2 separate regions of the Ovis aries genome follow, and region 1 is linked to region 2. A link is a contact called in public Hi-C data. All regions are on one chromosome and are shown on one strand. The core of a region is the stretch at or near the end of the contact, and the rest is flanking DNA. Distances in the headings are between cores, read along the strand shown. Region 1 has its middle 14 kb from the start of MYOM2. Region 2 overlaps ARHGEF10 (Rho guanine nucleotide exchange factor 10).

Evidence for each region. Hi-C and Micro-C count contacts between places; a contact is called where the count stands out from the background.
Region 1: a Hi-C map of liver shows a contact between it and region 2, with 5 times the contacts expected there. The contact joins two enhancer-like sites. A contact is called at or near these places in 10 of 16 Hi-C or Micro-C datasets (hypothalamus, liver, mixed tissues and 4 more).

What each region holds. Positions count from the first base shown.
Region 1 is chr26:1,553,502-1,557,315 of ARS-UI_Ramb_v3.0, forward strand. No RefSeq gene overlaps it. Among named protein-coding and RNA genes, the nearest start is that of MYOM2, 14 kb to the right of the region's middle. Within about 2 kb of position 2,405, at least 11 of the 54 cell types and tissues checked have an H3K27ac peak or open chromatin away from gene starts, as enhancers often do. A contact at or near this core is called in hypothalamus, where this site is marked.
Region 2 is chr26:1,500,628-1,504,614 of ARS-UI_Ramb_v3.0, forward strand. It overlaps ARHGEF10 (Rho guanine nucleotide exchange factor 10), which reads left to right. Exons shown (of 28, transcript XM_042241502.2): 18 at 2,319-2,434; 19 at 2,797-2,924; 20 at 3,083-3,183; 21 at 3,357-3,478. Among named protein-coding and RNA genes, the nearest start is that of KBTBD11, 27 kb to the right of the region's middle. Within about 2 kb of position 1,269, at least 10 of the 54 cell types and tissues checked have an H3K27ac peak or open chromatin away from gene starts, as enhancers often do. A contact at or near this core is called in hypothalamus, where this site is marked.

The sequences.
Region 1 (3,814 bases), core at 1,155-3,654, 54 kb after region 2:
GGGGCCCACCCTACGGTGTCTGCGCTGTCCCCTCTCCTCCCCCAGCCCGTTCACCTCTTTCTCTCTCTCCTGCCCCGGGACGGCCTTCCAACGCCTCCTTCCAACTTTCGCCCCCTCCACCCCAGCCACTGTTCCCTCGATACGCTCTGCTTTTCTTGACGGCTGTTGTAAATACCTAGCTCAGCGATGTCTTTGTTGTTATTTCCCATCTGTCTTGTCCTTATTGTTACTGTGCAGTGTATCACGTTTATTGTTGCCACGCTGTTCTATCAGACCCCTATTACTGCTCAGATCGAGTCGTCATTGTCAGCACCCCTCACGTCGCGTCTTTCTTTTTGTCCACTTGCATCTCTGGTCTTAGCCATTTAGAGCCTGTTTCTGTTGTTAACGCCCAGTCAGAGCAGTTCCCTGTCTGTCTGCTGTGGTGGAAACCAAGCTCTGTGAAGACATGGGTGGGCCTGGTTGTCAGGACCCTTGGCTTCCAGATTCACGGTCAGCACCGGGGACGGCAGCCACTCAGCTGAGTCCACTCGTGAGCTGTGGGCACCGCAGGTGGGCGTGGTATTGTCTGCAGGACCGTGCCTCCCGTCCCGGAATCCCCACCTCCAGGCCTGAGGTTGCAGGGTTCAAGGCCACTGCCTGGATGGCGGTGAAAACAATGGGGCCCCAGCAGGGACACGGCACTGACTGGCTGGTTCCTCTCTGGAGATCCGTGTTCGTGTGAGCCCCTAGAGGCTGTTGTCTGAGTGAACAGCCCCTGGGTGTTCTGTAGGAGGATCCACCAAACCCTAAACTCACAGACACAGGTGGCCACACAGCGTTTTTCTCTGCCATCTCCTCATACCTGTCAGTCCTCCAGGTCCACAGTCCCAGGCCTGTGTCCACGCTGTCCTGGCCCAAGACTCCTGCATCTTTCCCCCGCGGCCTCTGATGCCCACAAAGCTGCTGAGCCGCTCACCACCCCCAAGTGTCATCAGGACGTCGCGGGGGCCGCTGTCCCTTCTCCACATCAAGGCTCGGGCACGAGTGCAAGTTTCCTGGCCTTTGGAGCCAGTCGAAGACAAACACAGCTGGACGTCCGTTAAAGCGGATTCTGCTCAGCGCCGCCCACGGCGAGAGGAGCCAGCGTCGGGCTCAGCCAGGTCACGGCGCCTTCGAGGGGGTGGGAAGGGGCAGCAGACAGCGCCAGGGCCGGTCCCTGGACTGCGATAGGGCTGCGTCTGAAGCTGCCAGCTGCTGAGGAAGGGCTCCGCCTCCCGCCCAGCGCACCTTCCTCAAGCTTCCTCCGGAAGGCGTGGCTCACAGGCCCCTGAGAAGGATGCCCCGAACGGTGGGAGCACCCAGGTGTCTCGGAGAAACAGAGGACAGGCCCACACGCATCAGCCCTTCTTAGTGAAAGCTCTGGAAGGTCAAGGCCCGGCCAGGCACAGAGGGAGTGGACAGCGCACCCCTCGCTGCAGCCCGGAGCTTCCCAGGAGGCGCTGCCACGGGGCTGGTGCCTGCAGGACCTCCTGGTGGGCGGGAGGCCCTGCTTGGGTTAGACCTGGGTCCTGGTGCTGAGTTCGGACAGGGAGGTGGGTGTCCGGGGCCGCACAGAGATACCCGCCCGAGGTGAGAGCCGAGTCCAAGCCACTGCTATCTCTGTGGGTTTCTGACGCACTCTGGAGACATTTTCTTCTGCTTCCAGGGCTTAATTTGAGAACTCGCTGAAACTGAGCAGCAGTGTATAACTGGGACTGCACACTCGATGGAAGGAAGAGTCTGATGCATCAGAAAGATACATCCTGCCCATGCCCGTGGTCGCAGGGGTGTGTGATGCTTTAGACAGACTGCCCGGCTTCCGCTTAGGTTTAGACTACAGGCTCCTGCGGAGCCCCTACGAGTAACCCGATTACTGAGGCTGCTGCGTCCCAAGGGTGCTTTCCCTCCAGGGGGTCGGGGGACTGGAGTCCGGGCCTGCCCCTGCTCCAGCCCCGTCTGCCCCACAGCTGCTGCCCCTTACAGCCCAGCGCATCTGCCCTTCAGGTGAGCTGTGGCTCTGCGGTGACTCACACACGGCTGTGGGCAAAACGCCCTGCAGGCTGCACGGTGCAGGCGCCTGTGGAGTGGGCAGGGCGGCGGTTGGGGGATGCGTGGCTGAGAATCTGGGGCTGGCCTGGGGCCCCCGGGGTGCACCGTCCTGGAAGGAGGCCGGGGGACAGGCGGGCTGGGCACCTGCAGCCCGCCCGGGCCTCGGGGCGGCCAGGGGAGCTCTGTCCACCTCCAGGATGCTGGCCGGACGCCCCACCAGCTTTCTCGGCGCTTCTGTGTGCTTTCCCCCGCAGGCTCTGTGCCACCCTGGGGCCCGCTGAGCCCGCCCCGCCCCTCTGTAAACAGCAGAGCAGTGTCCGCGGCCCTTTGTGACACAGCGGCTGTGGGAACTGGCCCTCGGGCAGACAAAGGCTCTTTCTCTCCGCCGCTTGCTCTGAATCTCCTCCTGTCCCCGGGCCGGTGGGTTGGCGTCCCTGTGGTGTCCTCGGCAGTTAAAGTCTCTGTGTTCTTTTCAGAAGGTCGTGGCCCGGGGGTCTGTGTCTGGGTCAGGGAGGCCATTCTCTGACCTTGGCCCTGAGGAATGGACGGGCCCCCCGGCCCCCACCCACCCTGTCCAGTTACTAATCATTTACTTGGCACAATTCAGATCCATTAAACCTGAATAGAGTTCAGGATCTAGGGAAGGATGGATAATAGAGACATGTAATTAGGAAGGGATGGATCATAGGAAATCATAAGTGGCAGCTGTGACTGGGGCAGCAGACGGAACGAGGGCAGCTGGGGGGTGGTGGGGGGCAGCCCCTCCCCCTGTCTTTTCAGCCACCACCAGCCCGTCACAGCCCAGTTCTGGAATGCTGACTCAGTAACCTGACTTGGGCCATTGTTTCCCCATCTATTTGCCATGAAGTGATGGGACCGGATGCCATGATCTTCGTTTTCTGAATGTTGAGTTTCAAGCCAACTTTTTCACTCTCCTCTTTCACTTTGATCAAGAGGCTCTTTAGTTCCTCTTTGCTTTCTGCCATAAAGGTGGTGTCATCTGCGTATCTGAGGTTATTGATATTTCTCCCTGCAATCATCTCATGGCAAATAGATGGGGCAACAGTGGAAACAGTGAGAGACTTTATTTTGGGGGGCTCCAAAATCACTGCATGGTGACTGCAGCCATGAAATTAAAAGACGCTTGCTCCTTGGAAGAAAAGTTACTATCAATTTGCACAGCATATTAAAAAGCAGAGACATTACTTTGTCAACAAAGGTCTGTGTATTCAAGGCTATGGTTTTTCCAATAGTCATGTGTGGATGTGAGAGTTGGACTATAAAGAAAGCTGAGCGCTGAAGAATTGATGCTTTTGAACTGTGGTGTCGAGAAGACTCTTGAGAGTCCCTTGGACAGCAAAGAGATCCAACAAGTCCATCCTAAAGGAGATCAGTCCTGAATATTCATTGAAAGGACTGATGCTGAGGCTGAAACTCCAATACTTTGGCCACCTGATAGAAAGAGCTGACTCATTTGAAAAGACCTTGATGCTGGGAAAGATTGAAGGTGGGAGGAGAAGGGGACGACAGAGGATCAGATGGCTGGATGGCATCACCCACTCAATGGACACGAGTTTGGGTGAACTCCGGGAGTTGGTGATGGACAGGGAGGCCTGGCGTGCTGCAGCTCATGGGGTTGCAAAGGGTCAGACACGACAGAGCGACTGAGCTGAACTGAACTGACTTGGTCACCCCTTCCTTTTCCTCCTGCTCTCTGCCCAGGGCCCCCCACACCCCCTTCTCC
Region 2 (3,987 bases), core at 19-2,518:
TGCGGTCAGCACTGTGGGCCCGGATATTCACCTGGGATTAGTGTGGGAACCTCTGTGGTTTCCCCAACTGTGGAGTGGGTCTGATTTCTAGCTCTGAGCTGTGAAAGGTGAGTGGGGGAGTAAATGGTCTTTAAAAGGCCTTCTCGGTTAGAACTAAGGTCTGCTAATTCTGTAAGTGTGGGCCGATGGAACTCAGGTCGGGGCCCTCTGGGGCTTTTCCCAGCTCCGGGACAGAGCGTGATGCTGTCCGGCGCTTACAGAGATGCTGAAAATGGTCCAGGTGTTTGTCCCATGGCAGCAGGGATGAAGGATTTGTCCAGGTTCACCCTGGGGGGAGGGCAGGTCCTGTGGGGTGGACAGTGAATTGCCCACGTGGACAGGGTCCGCCCCTTGACCCCAGCGCCAGGCTGAGCATGGGGTTCCTCCGGCGGGTCTGGGCAGCTGGGAGCCTCCTGTCCATGAGCCGCTCACGGGCCAGCCTGCCTCAGTCGTGCCGGAGTTTTCACAGAACAGCTGCAGTGCCCTCGCTGATGTCTCTCCTGATGCTCCCGCGCTTCTCATCCCAAGCTATTTTGAGAAGCTGAGTTAGAAACCCTGCTCCCCGATGTTCACATGACTGTTGTGCTGTTTGAATGACTCTTTTCTGAAGTTCAGCACTGCAGGCTGGGCTGCTGTCGAGCGGTGGGGACAGCGTAGGCCTCCCTGCCTGGCAACCACAGCTGTGGGAGGAGGGCCCTGCAGAGCCGGGATGGAAGGTGCCTCCGCCCTGTACCCTGCCTCTCCTTGGGGGGTGCCACGTGAGGCCTCAAGCTTTCCACTAGGTGTGGAGCCTTGCAAGCCAGAGGCCCTCGGCTGGTTTAAGTTCAGGGAGTTATTTTGCAAAATTCTGTGCCCACCACGTCTTAGTTTAACTCTGCTTCATGCTATCGCAGGAGGCGGGTTTATGAGGAAATAAATTTCCCTTATGGCAAAAATAAGGTGACACTGGATTCTTCATTTAGGATTCTCATAACCTCAGTGCAGTTTCCACAAGTGGCCTTTAGACCACCCTCAGTTTGCAAGAAATTGTGCCAGGTGGGCACCGTGGTGGGTGTTGAGGGGCTGTGTCCACAACATGGGCACTTGGGGGGCCTCTGGGGCAGGGGATGAGCTGTCAGACCCTCAGAGACATGTGCACAAGATGGGGAAGGCGTTGCCCCCTGGCCGCTGGCCTGTCCTGAGGACAGGTTTCTGAAACGTTTCAGCAGGGGGAGCAGTTGTGCAAATTCTGATGCATGTCATTCTGGGAAAATCACTCCCATTGATTTCTGTGTAGTTACTTAACGCTCACAATTGGCAGTGAAAACAAGAGGCATGGCTGGGTCTCTGTCCCAAGGGGAGATGCACGCTCGGGCTCGGGCACAGCCGCAGCTGTGGGCAGAGGAGCTGTGCGGGGCACCGGCAGCCACTTGCGGTGCCTCCCTGTCTGGGAACAGGCACAGACCAGGGAGACCTGCGGTGGATCGGGGTGACGTGCACGTCAGGAGCCGGGGGCACCCCCACCATCCCTGCTGGCCTCTGTCTGTGGCCTCCTTGTTGCCCGGTTCCCCCCGCCTGGAGAGCTCCGGTCCTGGAGGCCCCCGGTACCTGGTGTGTGCTGGGTGCCTGGGGTGACGCAGGGCCCTCGGGCACAGAGCTGCTGCCGGATGTGTCTGCCGAGCCCCAGCCTGCGCCTCTGAGGGTCTCTGGGCACAGTTGCTGCGTCCTTGACCACACGGACTCTGCTTGGCTTTCCAGCCCCGAGATTTCAAGCCTGTCGCAGTTTCCGTGGAGACGGGCTGGGTGAGAAGCCGTCTGCTTCCCAGGAGCCACGAGGTCTGGGTGGGGCCACGCTGGTCAGCGCTGCTCCATCCGCGTGATTTCCTGCTTTGCGAGGAGGCTTCTGTGGTTCTGACCCGGCACCATCCAGCACCAGGTGCAGGGAACTTTATGCTGTTAGAGCTTTTCTGGAAAGTCTCAGATTACTTCAGAATGAAAGGTCAGAAACGGAAAAGCATCTCGTTACCTGGAAACAGTCACCTTAAAAATCTCTGGGTGCGCTAGACTCCGTTCTTGAGTCTCCTTCCTCCAGCCCTGGCGGGAACACGCTGGGATTTGTGCGTGTTAGTTTTCCAGTATCGTTTGGCTGCGCCGAGTCTTCGCTGCCGCACTTGGGATCTTCCGTTGCAGCCTGTGGGATCTATTCCCCTGACCAGGGGTGGAGCCTGGGCCCCCTGCCTTCAGAGCCACTGGAGCAGAGGGCAGGCCTCAGTGTGCGCCTCTTGCCGCCTGTGTTGCAGACCGAGTCTACGTGGGGCCGGGGCAGCTGTATCAAGACCTCCAAAACTTGCTGCATGACCTCAGCGTCATCGGCCACATCACTCAGCTGGTCGGAAACCTCAAAGGAAACTATCAGGTGACGGCCGAATCTTGGGTTTAAATTCTGTTTTAGTTTCCCAACCATCATCAGCATGGTTCCCACCACCCAGAAGGGGGGACTGGAGTTACTCCAGGCCTTGATCTGACTGTGTCTCCCATTTCCGAGGAGCTGAAGCCTTCCAGCGTAACCGTCTTCGCCTTGAGGCTGACTCAAGCCTCAGTTCTCTTAGAACCATCCTGGCACCGTGTGACCCTCCTCCCAAAGGAGCCTTTTTCCCGACGTGAGATGTGTCACTGGTCTCCCTGGGTCTCTCATGTCGTGGCATCACTTTCCTCCTCTCCCTCAGTTCGGTGCTGTCTTCCTAACACCTTTCCGTGCACTTGTGCGTCTCCTCCTAGAACCTGAACCCGTCGGTGGCCCAGGACTGGATGTCCGGCTTACAGAGGCTGATTCTGAAGAAGGAAGAGGAGATCCGAGCGGCCGACTGCTGCCGGGTGCAGCTGCAGCTCCCGGGGAAGCAGGACAAGTTAGTGGGCCTCAGGGGGGGGCCCGCGAGCTCGGTCCTCTGTCCCAACCTGCTCGTCCTCACAGTTTGGGGACCGTATCCTACAGGCAGGCCCCAGGACTGGGTTTCACGCGTTGGAGCCCACTTGCGGAGTGAACGGCCTTCCCTTCTCCCTGCAGGTCCGGCCGGCCGACTTTCTTCACCGCCGTGTTCAACACCTTCACTCCCGCCATCAAGGAGTCCTGGATCAACAGCCTGCAGATGGCCAAGCTCGCCCTGGGTAAGATGGGTTGAGGTCAGCTGATGAAACGAGGGGTGGCACGCATTCCTCTCTTACGATGGGTGCACGCCCGGGAGGGTAAGACCGCGGCTGGGAAGGAAGCTTGAGAAGGGGTTCGTCCGGTCACCCGTAAGAACGTCCTCACCTCTGTCCGTTCTCCCCGGCGGCTGCAGAGGAGGAGAACCACCTGGGCTGGTTTTGCGTGGAGGATGACGGGAACCAGATCAGGAAGGAGAGACACCCGCTCCTTCTGGGACACATGCCTGTGACGGTGGCCAAGCAGCAGGAGTTCAAGGTGGGGCCCGGGCAGCCTTGGGCGTGGCCTCTGGGCTGGCGTGTGTAGAGATCCTGCAGGGCTGGGGTGCTTCAGGGCAGAGCCTGCTCGTCTCGGCCGCTGCCCCGCCCTCCTCCCAGGCCCCTCGCCCGGCAGCTGGGCTCCCACGTGGGTCATCGTTGGGAGCCCTCTGCCGGCCTGGGGTGTGGGGCCCACTCTTCACTGAAGCAAACCCCATCTCCAGGTGGCCTGGTACTGGTGTGCCTGTGCTGTGTGTGTGCACTCAGGCAGGATGACCAGCGACCGCTGTGGCCGCTGAGACACGTGGGTGCGTCTTTCTTTAGGAGACATGTTACTATTTCCCATGTGGTCTCTGGCTGACACTCAGACCTGGAGCTGCCTCGGTTTACGGGGACCCCTGCAGTGGCAGAGCCTGCTCCCTGGGAGAGGCACGGGCCTGTCGATGTGGCCTACCCTGTGGGGATGCAGCCCCCGGGCACACTGAGGCGTTTGCTTCTAAAAACAAAGTC